Regions from separate parts of the Sus scrofa genome. Here all the other regions are linked to region 2. Evidence: chromatin contacts called from public promoter capture Hi-C data. All regions are on one chromosome and are shown on one strand. Each heading gives the region's core, a stretch centred on a gene start, on an enhancer-like site or on the middle of the called end of the contact. The rest is flanking DNA. Distances are from core to core; before and after follow the strand shown. Region 1 holds the start of OSM (oncostatin-M). Region 2 holds the start of NIPSNAP1 (protein NipSnap homolog 1). Region 3 holds the start of SEC14L2 (SEC14 like lipid binding 2).

Evidence for each region. Promoter capture Hi-C pulls out the DNA fragments that hold promoters and counts their contacts.
Region 1: a contact with region 2 is called in a promoter capture Hi-C map of fetal liver, with 4 times the contacts expected there. The contact joins the promoter of OSM here to the promoter of NIPSNAP1 in region 2. A contact is called at or near these places in 2 of 5 promoter capture datasets (fetal liver and fetal skeletal muscle) and 1 of 2 datasets of contacts at active chromatin or transcription factors (alveolar macrophages).
Region 3: a contact with region 2 is called in a promoter capture Hi-C map of fetal liver, with 3 times the contacts expected there. The contact joins the promoter of SEC14L2 here to the promoter of NIPSNAP1 in region 2. A contact is called at or near these places in 1 of 5 promoter capture datasets (fetal liver), 1 of 47 Hi-C or Micro-C datasets (liver) and 1 of 2 datasets of contacts at active chromatin or transcription factors (alveolar macrophages).

The regions. Positions count from the first base shown.
Region 1 is chr14:47,244,897-47,248,775 of Sscrofa11.1, forward strand. It overlaps OSM (oncostatin-M), which reads right to left and starts at 1,940. Exons shown (of 3, transcript XM_001929161.4): 1 at 1,793-1,940; 2 at 25-158. The coding sequence starts at 1,826. It overlaps LOC110256683 (a long non-coding RNA gene), which reads left to right and starts at 679. Exons shown (of 4, transcript XR_002338554.1): 1 at 679-1,073; 2 at 1,696-1,941; 3 at 2,013-2,135; 4 at 2,477-3,879.
Region 2 is chr14:46,640,096-46,644,436 of Sscrofa11.1, forward strand. NIPSNAP1 (protein NipSnap homolog 1) reads right to left here and starts at 1,358. Exons shown (of 11, transcript XM_005670786.3): 1 at 1,301-1,358; 2 at 1,247-1,298. The coding sequence starts at 1,343.
Region 3 is chr14:47,374,986-47,379,392 of Sscrofa11.1, forward strand. SEC14L2 (SEC14 like lipid binding 2) reads left to right here and starts at 1,886. Exons shown (of 10, transcript NM_001198918.1): 1 at 1,886-1,897; 2 at 2,700-2,759; 3 at 3,013-3,201; 4 at 4,246-4,341. The coding sequence starts at 1,886.

The DNA of each region.
Region 1 (3,879 bases), core at 690-3,189, 610 kb after region 2:
GCCCCCCAAGGGCCGGGTGCTCACATAGGGGTCCAGGAGTGTGCTGGTGTCCCGCATGTGGTCTGCCTGATGCCGGAGCTGCCGGAGGAGTTCGTGGTATTTGCCTGAGCACTTGCCCTTGGCCGCCGTGCTCAGGAACAGGAGTCCGAGGACCAGACCTGGGACAGAGAGGGGATGGGTTACCTGACTGTGGGGAGGAAGCCACATGTGGGCAGCTTTCAGAGGGGACGGCGCTCAAGAGGGCCTCGGAGGATACAACTCCATGGTCCACACCTTTGTGCCGTTGAGAGCGGTGCTGGGCACTGCACCTGCACGGGAGCACCTGCTGCCCCTGCCCCCCGCTACCTTCCCAGCAAGTCACTGTTCAGCCCCCGAAACAGTGGCTACAATTCGCCAAGTAGGCCTTTGAGAAGAACTGGTGAGCCCAGCTGGAGTCAAGCCTGCCAACCTCAAGCTGACACCGGGGGCCCTGGTGGGCTGCTCTTCGTAAAACCTCTGGGTTAAGGGACAGCCATGGCCACAGGCCCCTGGGCCCACCTGTAACAGATCCCAGCCAGTCATGCAGTTAGACTCTGGCAGGCTTTGCGGCTCAGGAGCAGCCTGGCACTCTGATCTATGCCCGCAGAACCAGGAAAAGCTGCCTTTCCATCTGAAGCTTCCATCTGGAAAGGATGAGTGAGGCCTTCTAGTCCAGGCCCCCATTTTACTAAAAACAAAGGCACTGAAGGAGAAGGGCTTGCTCAGGTCACCCAAGGCCAGCGCATCCGCTGACCTCTCACACCTCTCTCCTCTCCCCCTAAGTGGCCACTTCTGTCAGGCCCACCAGGGATGCTGTGAGCCAGAATATTCTGGGGGGCGGGTAATTACGGCTCCCCCCACCTCCCCCGACCCACCCACTGAGCCCTGGCAGCCACGTGGTCGGAAGGGCCTGTGGCGCAATGGCCCGGAAGGCAGTGACACCACTTCCCTTCCTAAGAACTGTGGCCCCTTGGGGAAGATGCTGCTAGGAGACTGAGGGGCTAGGTCCCCAGGCACGGCGACCACAAGACACCCCTCGCCACCCTCCCCCCCAGGTATCTGCTGCTGGGCTCGGGCAGGGCGGCTGATGTGAGCAGAGTGCGCGTGGGAGCAGGGTGTCTGCATGGGTGTGTGTCTGGGTCTGTGTGAGGCTCGAGGGAACAGCTGGGCCGTTTTGTCCCATCCACCACAGGGGCCCCGGGGCTGCATGCGGGGGTTCCCAGATTGGTGAGATTGAGGGCTCCGGAAGACATCACGTGGCTCTGTGTGTCTGTCACCCTGTGGGTGTGGCTATATGTGCTGTGTGATTGTGTGGGCTCCAGGGCCCCCGGGGCCTGGCCGATAGTGACCATCCATCCCAGAGCCTGTGAATTGGGGCCAGAAGGAAGCCCCGCAGCCCTTCCAGACAATACACCACAGTCCTGCTCAGCTTCTGCAGCTTCCTCCACTGCCCCAGCACTTCTCCCACCTCCCTCCTGCTTCCCTAGCTTCTCCCGCTGTGATCCCCTTCCCTCATAACCCTTGCTCCCAGAGTCGACTCTATATCACCTACCCCTGGAAGTCCTCCAGGGATACCCTTCTCCACCCTGTGAAGATGCTGTGTTCTCAGTGGACCCCTCTCTTTGCCTGATCCTCTGGCTCTTTCCCTTTCTTAGCATCTTTCTGCCCCGTGTCCAGCCTCCCCAGTTCCCAGAGGACAGCAGCTGGCCCTGCTCCCCACTGGCGCCCATGAGCACAGCAAGCAGGTCCCGGCGGGAAGGAAGGAAGTACTCACTGAGCAGTGTCCTCCGAATACACTGTGCCCGCATGCTGGGTGACCGAGCTCCGGCCTGTGCCTGCTGGGGGTGACACCTCCCGGCTGGGAGCCCTGCGGGCTGGCAGCCACTTTATGCCCGCCGGGGTGATTGGCCAACACCTCGTGAGGTGGGTGGGGAGGGGGAGGGGGGAGGGCAGGCCTTCTGGGAACATGACCCCAAAAACCAAAGTTTCCACAGGCGGCCAATGGGCGCTGGGCGCGGTGGCATGCCTGCTCCTCCTCCTGTTTTCTTCGAATTCGTTCTTCGAGGTCAGCCCCACGCCCAAGGATGATGCAAACCGCAGCCTCAGCCTTTTATGGGGTGAGCAGGGAGCAAGGGGGTCCATGCCCACTGTAGGAGGCTGTGCCCGGGATGGAGGGGAGAGTCCACCAGCAGGCCCCTGGAGGGCCTGATGCAAAGTCCCGGCTCGGGAGCCTTCAGCCTCACAGGCCACTGTGGTTTGGGGCTGAGGGGAGCGAGACATCTTCCTTCTTGAGTGCCCTTCCCGCCCTCCCGCCAGGGCTGTTGGGACATCTGTGAGCGGAAACCACCGGGCTCTGGGCAAAGAGCCAGACCCAGGCTGGCAGCCCCGAGATTGTGGTTATGGCCCCAGGACCTGCATCCCCCAGCAGGACTCCCAGCCACCTCCTCTCCCCCAACAGGCACCCTGCACACAACCAGCCATCCCCAGACCATCGCCCACAACAGGCCCCTTCTCCACAGACAGGACCCTCTGGGGAGAACCAGGCACTTGGAGCAAGAGAAACAGGAGATCAGGTTCAAGCCCACTGACATGCTGTGAGATCCAAGGCAAGTCGCTTAACTTCTCTGGGCCTTCGAGACCCCCACCATCCCCGCCACCTGTAAAATGAGGATTTGAAAAGCATTTCCTGGCCACCTCACAGGGCTGCTGCCATCATGGACATAAAAGGCAAGAGCCCTTTGAAGGCAAAAGGAAAGATGAAAGTCTGATTCCAAGTACGAGCTGTCGGGAGGCGGGGTGGGGGGCGGAGGAGATGGGGAAGCTGTGAGCTCAGAGGGGAAGCCAGAGAAGGGGAGTCGCCGCGGTGACGGTTGGGGACCAGGTTTCACTTTCTCTGAAAGATAGTGATCTTGGGTTGGTCCTCTGCTTCTTGCAGGCGTCAGAATGAAGGGGCCCTGGAGACAGCGCCTCCAGAGGCAGCCTGCTGCTTCACTGGAGGATACACTGAGGCCAGAGAGGGCAGATGACGGGGCAGAGGGCTGGCACACCGTGCCTGCAGCTTCAGCACGTCCACCGGACCTAGACGAGGGTCTTAGCCTGTGCCCAAGGAGTTCTGTGGGGAACAGGGTATCAAAGGCTGAGGAGCCAGGCTGGGGTCCCTGGGGGCGACCGGTGAGGCCTGCACTAGGAAAGCCAAAGTGGCTGGAAGAAGAGACAGGCACCCTCCCACCATCCCCACCCCAGCACCAGTCATCACCATGAAGGCTGTTCCCACCAGCTCTCCCCCTGCAGACACACCCACGCAGTCATTTATGCCATCAACAAACTTGTATTGGGCCCCTGCTCTTGGCTGGCCACTCCCATCTGCTGAGGATCTAGCAGGGGACAAAACCAGAGGAACCCCCATGCCCAGGAGGCTTCCTGCACACACACCCCAACTCCCTGCATGCAGCATGGTATTCATCACACCGCAGCTGCCGCCGCCGCCGCCACTCCCGCCCCCCTCAAGGGCCAGTTCTGGATTCTCCTCCTGAGAACTTCGCTTCTACTAGATTCCTCATCTCAGGTCCCACCCACACAGGCGGCTCCCTGGGATCCTTCTTCATTTTACACCCCTGATCTCATTTTGCCACAACCCTGGGAGGGAGAGTAGCTGGGCGGGGAGGGCATGGCTCCCTTTAACAAGGAAACTGGGAGGAGCTCAGGGACAGGCTCCAGCCCCAAGGGCAAGGTCTGGCTGGAGAGCTTTGTGCCCCTCTCAGGGGCTCCTTGCTGACCGACCGCCATACTCAGGGGACAGCCCTGTGCTTTCACCCCATGGTCCAGAGAGGTTGCATGTCCTCCTCAGCTTAAAGAGGCCCC
Region 2 (4,341 bases), core at 108-2,607:
TTGAGATGTAGGTGTAGGTGGCAACATCTGTTGCAAGTTCACCTGGGCTGGGTACCTCACACACATGGCCTTGTTAATCCTCAACAACTCTATGCAATACATCCTACTTTACCACGATTTTTACAGATGAAGAATCTGAGGCTTCCAGAGGCCAAATGACTCATGCAAGGTTGGCCCACTAAAAAAAGGTTAAGTTAGATTTGCTGGTGCCAGGCAAACTCCAGGCTCTCTCCATGATGTCAGTTTTCTCCGCAATTACTGGGCAGTCAGAGTGAAGGCACATTCCTGGCTTTTCTTTCTAGTCTCCCCAAAACCCCACTGCACAGCTAACACCCCACGGCAAGGTCTAACAGAACTCTGCAACTTCACACCTGGGCTGTGGGAGGGACAGACCCCTACTTCCACAGGTGGAGGGACAGGCGTCCTTATGTCTTTGGCAAATGTTCTTGAGCATACACTGTCCTGAGCCCCATGCTAGGGACTGGGGAGACAGAAAAATAAGGTGATGGTCTATTGGGGGAGACAGGCAAGTGTGTATGGGGTGATAAGAACAGAAATGGAGGAAGTATATACAGGGCTACTGGGCTACAAGTATATACAGAAGAGGGAGGGGCCAGCCAGGGAGGCCCAGCCCTGCCTCAGTACAGAGTGGGGACCAAACAAAAACCCAGGCTCGGCCAGCCTCCCTCTCCCCGGAAGCCAAAAACAGTTGTGGTGCAAAGAGCACGGGGGTGTCAGGAGGCCTGGGTCCAGACCCAGTGCTGCCACAGGACCGCAGGGGGAGTGACCTTGGACAACTCCCATCCCTTCTCAAGCCTCCTTTGCTCCACTTGTACTGTTCAGGTTTAGGCATCCATGGCCCTTGGAGATCTCCCACTGCTTATCGAAGGAAGAGCTGCCTCTCCTAGAAGCGTGCTCTCTCGTGCTCTCTCACAATCACCGCAAGGTCTGGGAAGGGGCCACTCCTCCTGCCCGCCGCCCGCTCCCACTCTCCATGGCCCCGGACCTGCCCCTCACATTCACCCCATCTTTCATTCTCTCCCAGAGCCAGGTACCCAATAGGACAAAGAAACTGCGCATACCTTTCCCACCTCCACCATTTGCCTAGAGCTCTTCCCCAGGCTTAGATTTTGCCCCCGCCTCTAAGCCCTAGAGTACAACTCCGAGTCTCTGCCCATCCCCCGCGCCCGGCCCCTGGCTCGAACCCCTGCACCCCCCACGCGCGCCGCCCCTGCCCGGCTCGTACCGCGCCGCAGCCACAGCCGCAGTGTCCCGGGCACCAAGCCCTGGGCCCCCAGTAGCCGCCGCGCCGCCGCAGAGATGCTGCACAGACGCGGAGCCATGTTGGAGCTGTGCAGGTTGGAGGAAGGCCCCGCCCCCGAACCCGGCAGCGGAGGCGGGACGTGAGTAAGCCCCGCCCCACCGGCTCGCCCGCCTCCATCTCCACCCAGACAGGTGGGCGTTGTCCCTGTCCATCCCATGATGCAGATACTGGGCAAAATTTGGGGTTTTCGTCCTCTGTGCCACTGCAGCTCTGCTACTGACTTGCTCTGTGACCTTGAGCAAACCCACTGCCGACTCTGGGCCTCAGAGTCCAATTGGGTGAAATAGGAAGATTGAACAATAATACTAGGGGTTCTTAAGAGGGCACTTAAGGTTGAACAGCAGAGGGTAAGCCCACTGAAAGCGTATGCAGTTATGTGTGCCGGTGCGTTTTCCTGTGGAGAGGGGTGCAAAGGTAGCGTTTCTCACATTATCTAAGGAACAAACCCCCTACCACTTTAAGACAGACGGACAAAGCTCTGGGTTGCAGGCTCGCTTCCTCTCTATCAACTCCTTTTCCCTTTCATCCTTCTCTACCATCTCTGTCTGGGCCTCCTGGGGCCTCAGGCCCTTCTTCGGCTTTGACTTCCAAACTAATCCCTTCTCAGCCCACAATCCCCCAGGTCACAGACATGGCAGGAGCAGAGAGCCTGCAGACCCCACAGAGGGGCTAGGGAGGCTAATAGCTTCTAGAGAGACTAGATGATGTGCATAGACTGCTTGCCCACACTTGAAGAATGTCTATCCTCTGATGCTAGTTCCCTCTCGTATGCTTAGGGTGGAGGAGTGAGGGGAGGCTTTAATTTTGTGATTTCCTTCAGCTAATATTGAGTCCACCTGGCTAGGCCCTGTGCTTAGCTCTGAGACACCAAAGGTGGTCAGGACAAGCCCCCAGCCCTCTTGGAATTTTGTGTTGCTATTGTCTTTTTAGGGCTGCACCCAAAGCATATGGAGGTTCCCAGGCTAGGGGTTGAGTCAGATCTGTAGCTGCTGGCCTGTACCACAGCCACAGCAGTGCCAGAACTGAGTGTCTTTGACCTACACTACAGCTCACGGCAACGCCAGATCCTTAACCCACTGAGCAAGGCCAGGGATCAAATCTGTGCCCTCATGGATGCTAATCAGATTCGTTTCCACTGAGCCATGACTGGAACTTCTCCTTCAGCTAATATTGAGTCCACCTGGCTAGGCCCTGTGCTCTCATCTGAGACACCAGGGTGATCAGAACAACAAGCCCCCAGCCTCTTGGAATTTAAGGCCTGGATGGGGAGACAAAAATCGAACTGGTACTGACCTCCAGGGCAAAGACCTTAGGCCTACCCCTCCCCAGCCCTCTCCTGCCTGACATACTAAATACGTACTGAACAAGTGAAAAATATACACAAAAGTATTTTGGCCAATTGTGATAGAGGGTATGAAGAAGCATGGGGAGCTATGAGGACTTATCATGGGGAGGGGGGGAAAGAAAATTTGAGGTCCTATATACTTTTAAGGGTTAATAACTTCTTTAAGGAAGTGAGACTTGAACTTTTTATGTTTCTAAAGTTGCTACAATGAACATGTATTCTTTGATTTATTTAAAAAGGAAAATGTGCATCATTATGATAAATTACCCAAATCAACTGTTATATGCAGGCAGAACCATCAAAATAAATGCAATGAAGATAACAGTATGGCTGGTGTCTTGTAGCTAAGACGGAAGCCTGGGAGCCTGGAGGGCTGCTCTTTGTATTAACAAAGAGCCAGAGCCTGGAGCAGGCGCACAGCTGGGCCTCATTGCTCTTTGAGGGACCCAAAGGGAGTGAGCTCTTATTCTGAAAATGAGCATGACTGAAGGGTTCCCATACACAACCACTCAGGAAAAACCTAGATGGGTAGATGGAGGTACAGCAAGTAAGATGTCACTCATGTCACAGGGTGGAGGAACAAAGAGTGGCAGGCATGGAGAGGTAGGAGTGACCATCTTTATCGGGCCTCACAGGTGGCCTGACTTTAGACCTAAGTTTTTTTTTTTTTTTCTTTTTTTGGTCTTTTTGCCATTTTTTGGGCTGCTCCCGTGGCATATGGAGGTTCCCAGGCTAGGGGTCAAATCGGAGCTGTAGCTGCCAGCCTACACCACAGCCACAGCAACGCAGGATCCAAGCCACATCTGCAACCCACACCATAGCTCACGGCAACGCTGGATCGTTAACCCACTGAGCAAGAGCAGGGATCCAACCCTCAACCTCATGGTTCCTAGTCAGATTCGTTAACCACTGCGCCATGACAGGAACTCCAGACCTAAGCTTTAAAGGGTAAACACGGAAAGCTTGCCAGAAGGGAGCAGGACAAGGAGAACCTGAGGCAGAGGAAGCAATGTGTGCACACTATGTGAAAGCCCCCTGACCCCCAAAGAAATGTATTCTGATTGTTCAGCACCATCAAATATCATCAGACGATGGAGATGATGTGGAGGCATCTGCTCACTCAGGACAGGAATACGTCTAACAGTGGAGTGGGCAGCCTTGGTGACCTGTGGCTGGATTATGCCAACAGAGGCTACATGGCAACAGCATTTGGCAATCGAGCCACAGGAAGCCAGGACCCCTGGAGAGGGAATGGCAGGCCCTCCTGGTCTAAGATGAGAGTCCTCACCAAATTCTTGGTGTTTCTTGCCGCTTCTGTTGGGAAAAACAAGGGAGGGCTGACCTGCAGCCTCCTCACACTGGTCTAGGCATTTCTTTTTTCATTTTTGGCCACCCCTCAGCATATGGAATTCCCGGGCCAGGGATCCGATTAGCCATAGCTGCAACCTAAGCCATGGTTGGGGCAACACCGGATACTTAACCCACTGTGCCGGGCCAGGGATTGAACCTGCAAGCCAGAGCTCCCAAGACACCACTGATCCCATTGTGGCACAGTGGAACTCCTAGGCATTTCTTCTTTTTTTTCCTTCTTTCTATAGCTGCACCTGTAGCACATGGAAGTTCCTGGGATAGGGGTTGAATCAGAGCTGCAGCTACCTGCCGGCCTGCACCA
Region 3 (4,407 bases), core at 636-3,135, 740 kb after region 2:
ACTGCCCGGGGCAGTGGTAACTTGGGGAGTGTCCTCAAAGACCTGGATGTGGGACCCTAGCGGATAAGAGAGCCTCCCAGAGAGAAGGCGCTCACGGTTCACGAGCACCCCTGCTTCCGAGGAAGAGGACTCCTAACAGTTCAGGGTGGCCTCCCCCCAGAGGATTCCCACCTTCAGGTCCAGCTGGGCTCCCCCATCATGATGGTGTGGCACCTCACATTTTCCGAGTGTCTCCAGCTCAGTGGATATCAGGCCAGAGATGCGCGGTGTCTTGTCCAAGGTTAAACAGGGAGAAGGTGGAAGGGCTCTGATGCAAGCCCAGGTGATATTCCTCTGAAAGCTGCCCCTGCTGCCAGGATGGCGTGTGATGGACGCCTGTCAGAACTTCCCAGAAAGGGAGGCTGCTCGTTTCCTCAGATGTGTGTCTAGCACCCATGACGGGCATGGCATTGGTCCCCTCTCCTGATGCACCCTTTGGGTGCAGGAGAGTCGATTGGATTTCATGACAGCAGAGTCAGGGAATGTGCTCAGCCACTCCTGGAGAGCAGTGATGAAGGGACCAGTGACAGTTCACAGGGCAGCCTGTCTGGCCCAGGTTCCAGGGCTGTCAGCAAATCTGGATGAAGGTCGGAGCCACAGAGGACGCACAGCTGGGAGGGACAGTTCATAGGTCAGATGGCAAAACTGGCCAGCCTCTGGATCTCAGAAACTCTTTAAAGGATTGAAATGCACCTAACCACAGCAGGATGAAACCTGATAGGGTTAGATCCGGAAAATCACCTCACAGCACATGGGGCAGAGGCTTCACAGCAGCACAGGTGAAGAGGATTTGGAGGTTTCAGCTGACTGTAAGCTTCCCTGAGTTAAGGGTGTGGCTGTTGCCAAGAAACTTCTCAGGCTTAATTGGAGAAGGGGAGACAACACCCGTGCTCTGGACCACCCACTTCCAGAGGGGCACTGGCCAACTGGAAGACATCCAAAGGGAAGCTGATGGACTTGAAACCAAGCTGCGAAAGATGGTGAAAGGATCCATGGATGGGCAGCATGGTAGCAGGGGATAGTAGCAGCACAGAATTTTCCAGGGTTGGAAAGGCTGTCATGTGGCTGAGGAAGCACCCCCCACCCCCTCCTGGAGAGGGTCTCTGCCCAGTACAACAATGTGGGCTGAGGGCAGATGGCAGCTTGGATTGTCTGGGAGCAGGTGGCCTGGGTGGGCAGGAAGGTCTTTGTGTTCAAGCTGGAGCAGGAGAGCAGGCTGGGGTTTGTGCCTAAAATGGAGTTGGCCCAGGTGAACTCTAATTCCTAGACTTTCCAGAGACCTTGGGAAGAGGAGGGCCTTCTCTGTCTCCTAGGGTATGCGTGGGTCCTCTGGGGACATTGGCAGGGTTGACTGGAGGCACGTCACCCCTCCGTCCTACTGGGATGTTGTGCTGGCCCTGCTCCAGATTACAGGGTAGCTGTGTTCATCTTTGAACCTCGGGTCAAGCTCTCAGGACCGAATTTTAGCTGAGGAGAGTACCTTTGTGGAAGGAGAAGGCTAAATGATAAGGGGGTCCAGGGTTCACTTTCCCTGAGTGGAGATAAGACCCTTCACCTGATTGCCTTCAATCGGGTAAAATTTTTTGACCCTGAACTTGCAGCGCTGCCCCCATCTGTCCTGAACCTTGACCTGCCCTCCCTGCAAGCCCAGGGGCTGTGCTACCCCTGAAGCCCTTGGTGGACATCCTCCTCTTAGCTTCTGCATGAGGGGTTATCTGAGAGTCAGCTGGGGCCCCAGCACTGCAGCAGGGAAATCTCGCCGTCCCTGGTGCCTGGGCTGCTGGCCTAACCCTGACCATGTTTCCCTGTTACAGCAAGGAGCTTCGACCTGCAGAAGTCCGAGGCCATGCTCCGGAAGGTGAGACCCTTTTGGCTCCAAATCCTACTGTTGTCTCCATTCCCGCCCATGAGAGTCACACCATGCTTGGACTTTTGTCCACCTCTTTCCACCTGATCATAGCCTGTGGCTTATGTGAGACATCTGAGTATTAGCTGACCCCTACTGCCTTATCCTTTGGAGCAAAGTGCATTTCCTTCCCTGGAAACACAGAGCTTTCATAGTTTTGGCCAGCCAAGAATTATAAGCTGTTTTGCTGAGATCTCTGCAAGAGGCAGTTCCTTCTTTTCTGTTCCTGCTGGTTGCCTTCTCATGACTTACCTGTGGTCTGGAGATGCATGCTGTCACCCATTGCTCGATGCCTATTAAGGACTGGCCCTACTTTTTTTTTGGTGTGGGGGGGGGACACTGCACCCCCAGCATGTAGAAGTTCCCAGGCCAGGGACTGAATCCAAGTCACAGCAGTGACCATGCCTTATCCTTAATCATTAGGCCACCAGGGAACTCCTAACCCTGCCTTTTTTTTTTTTTTTGGTCTTTTTTTGTCTTTTTAGGGCTGCACCCACGGCATATGGAGGTTCCCAGGCTAGGGGTCTAATCAAAGTTGTAACCGCCGGCCTATGCCACAGCCACAGCAACACCAGATCCGAACCATGTCTGTGACCTACACCACAGCTCACGGCAATGCCAGATCCTTGACCTGCTGAGTGAGGCCAAGGATCGAACCCACAACCTCATGGTTCCTAGTCAGATTCGCCTCCACTGCGCCACGATGGGAACTCCCTGACTCTGCTTTTTGAGAGCTCTGATTGTATGTTTGCAGCATGTGGAGTTCCGAAAGCAGAAGGACATCGACAACATCTTGAACTGGCAGCCTCCAGAGGTGAGGACAGGTGACCCCCCCACACACTCCTAGGTTAGGTCTGTTAGGCCCATAATCTGTGTCCTGGGTCCACGGGTCAGGGACTCTCAAAGAAAAGGTCTGACAATGCCGTGTGAGCCCTCTTGGTTCCCAGAGTGGGTATCCATTGGCATCCACGGGAGGACGAATCCAAGGGAAGGTCCTAGATGGACACAGGGAGGGTGTGGCTGCCCTGGGCCTGCTGACCAGGGGCTCCCTCTCTGTCTTGGCTCAGGTGATCCAGCAGTATCTGTCAGGGGGCCTGTGTGGCTATGACCTGGACGGCTGTCCCGTCTGGTATGATGTCATTGGACCTCTGGATGCCAAGGGTCTGCTCCTCTCAGCCACCAAACAGGACCTGCTCAGGACCAAGATGCGGGACTGCGAGCTGATTCAGAGGGAGTGTGCCTGCCAGACCGAAAAGGTGAGTGGACTGGCACGGAGGAAGAGGAGTCACTTAGAGTGGAGGCATTTGGGTAGAAGCTGGGATGTCACACAGAACTTTAAGCACAGCTTCAGGGCCAAGGCCCAGACATTTTGGATTTCCCAGACCAGTGAAATTTCAGTTTTAGGGCCTGACCTATGTTTCCAAATTTTAATTTGTCCAAGTAAGGTTTTAGAAAAAAACATATCATCCATTATTGTCATAATTAACCCCAAAACTATAGGGGCGGCATGATCTCAGAATAAAAGGCAGTCCTTTAAATTGAATAAAATTCAGCTTCATAAAAAACAGACTACATTACTGTTATTTCTCTCCTGTATCTGGTCGCCAGTGGGGTCTTTGTCTGGGGCCACCCTATTGTTGGGCAGGTATTTGGGTGCCGCTGGTGTCTATGAGCTCAGATTCTGTGCTTCCCTAGCTTTGAACTCAGAGATGAGGACAGCTGATTCTCTTACTGAACAAAGGCTGGAGAGCAAGCCTGAGGCCCCTACAATCCTCTCTTTCCTTCCTCTTTGGCAGTTGGAAAGATCCTGGGAAACGATGTGATACATTTGGGGACATTTCAACAGTGTCATCCACATTCACAGGGAGCCTCCTGTGTGGAGAGGCCCTGCTGGACTGGGGATGCAGGGAAGCATTAGACGAGGACACACCTTAAGGACTTAGGTTGGACAGAGAGCATCTGTGCCTACAAGACGAGTGGCTACATGGGGTACAGAAAAGCGGGGAGCTGTGGGTCAGACTACAGTACAGAAGGGATCTCAGGTGTAGTCTGGGTCCACTCAGTTGTTTACTGGATGAGAACACAGAGGTCTAGACAGGAAGAGTGACTTGTCTAGGCCATAATTCCGACCTGGGGTAATTATCTCAATTTGGAAAATCTAAGATATGCCCTGCCCGGATTTGGTTGATCTGGTTGCAGTATGGGCATGAGGTACAATTAGCATTTTCCCTGAAGCCTGGTGGGCTTCTGCAGGGTGGGGGCAGCCTGATGTGACTGTCTGCTCCTCTGTCCCCCCCCAGACAGGGAAGAAGATAGAGACTGTCACCCTGATTTACGACTGCGAGGGGCTTGGCCTTAAGCATCTCTGGAAGCCAGCTGTGGAGGCCTATGGAGAGGTGCAGGCCAGGGCGGGGTGGCGGAGGGGCTCCTCTCCTAGGAGGCCCTTTGTGGGGCGGGGGGAG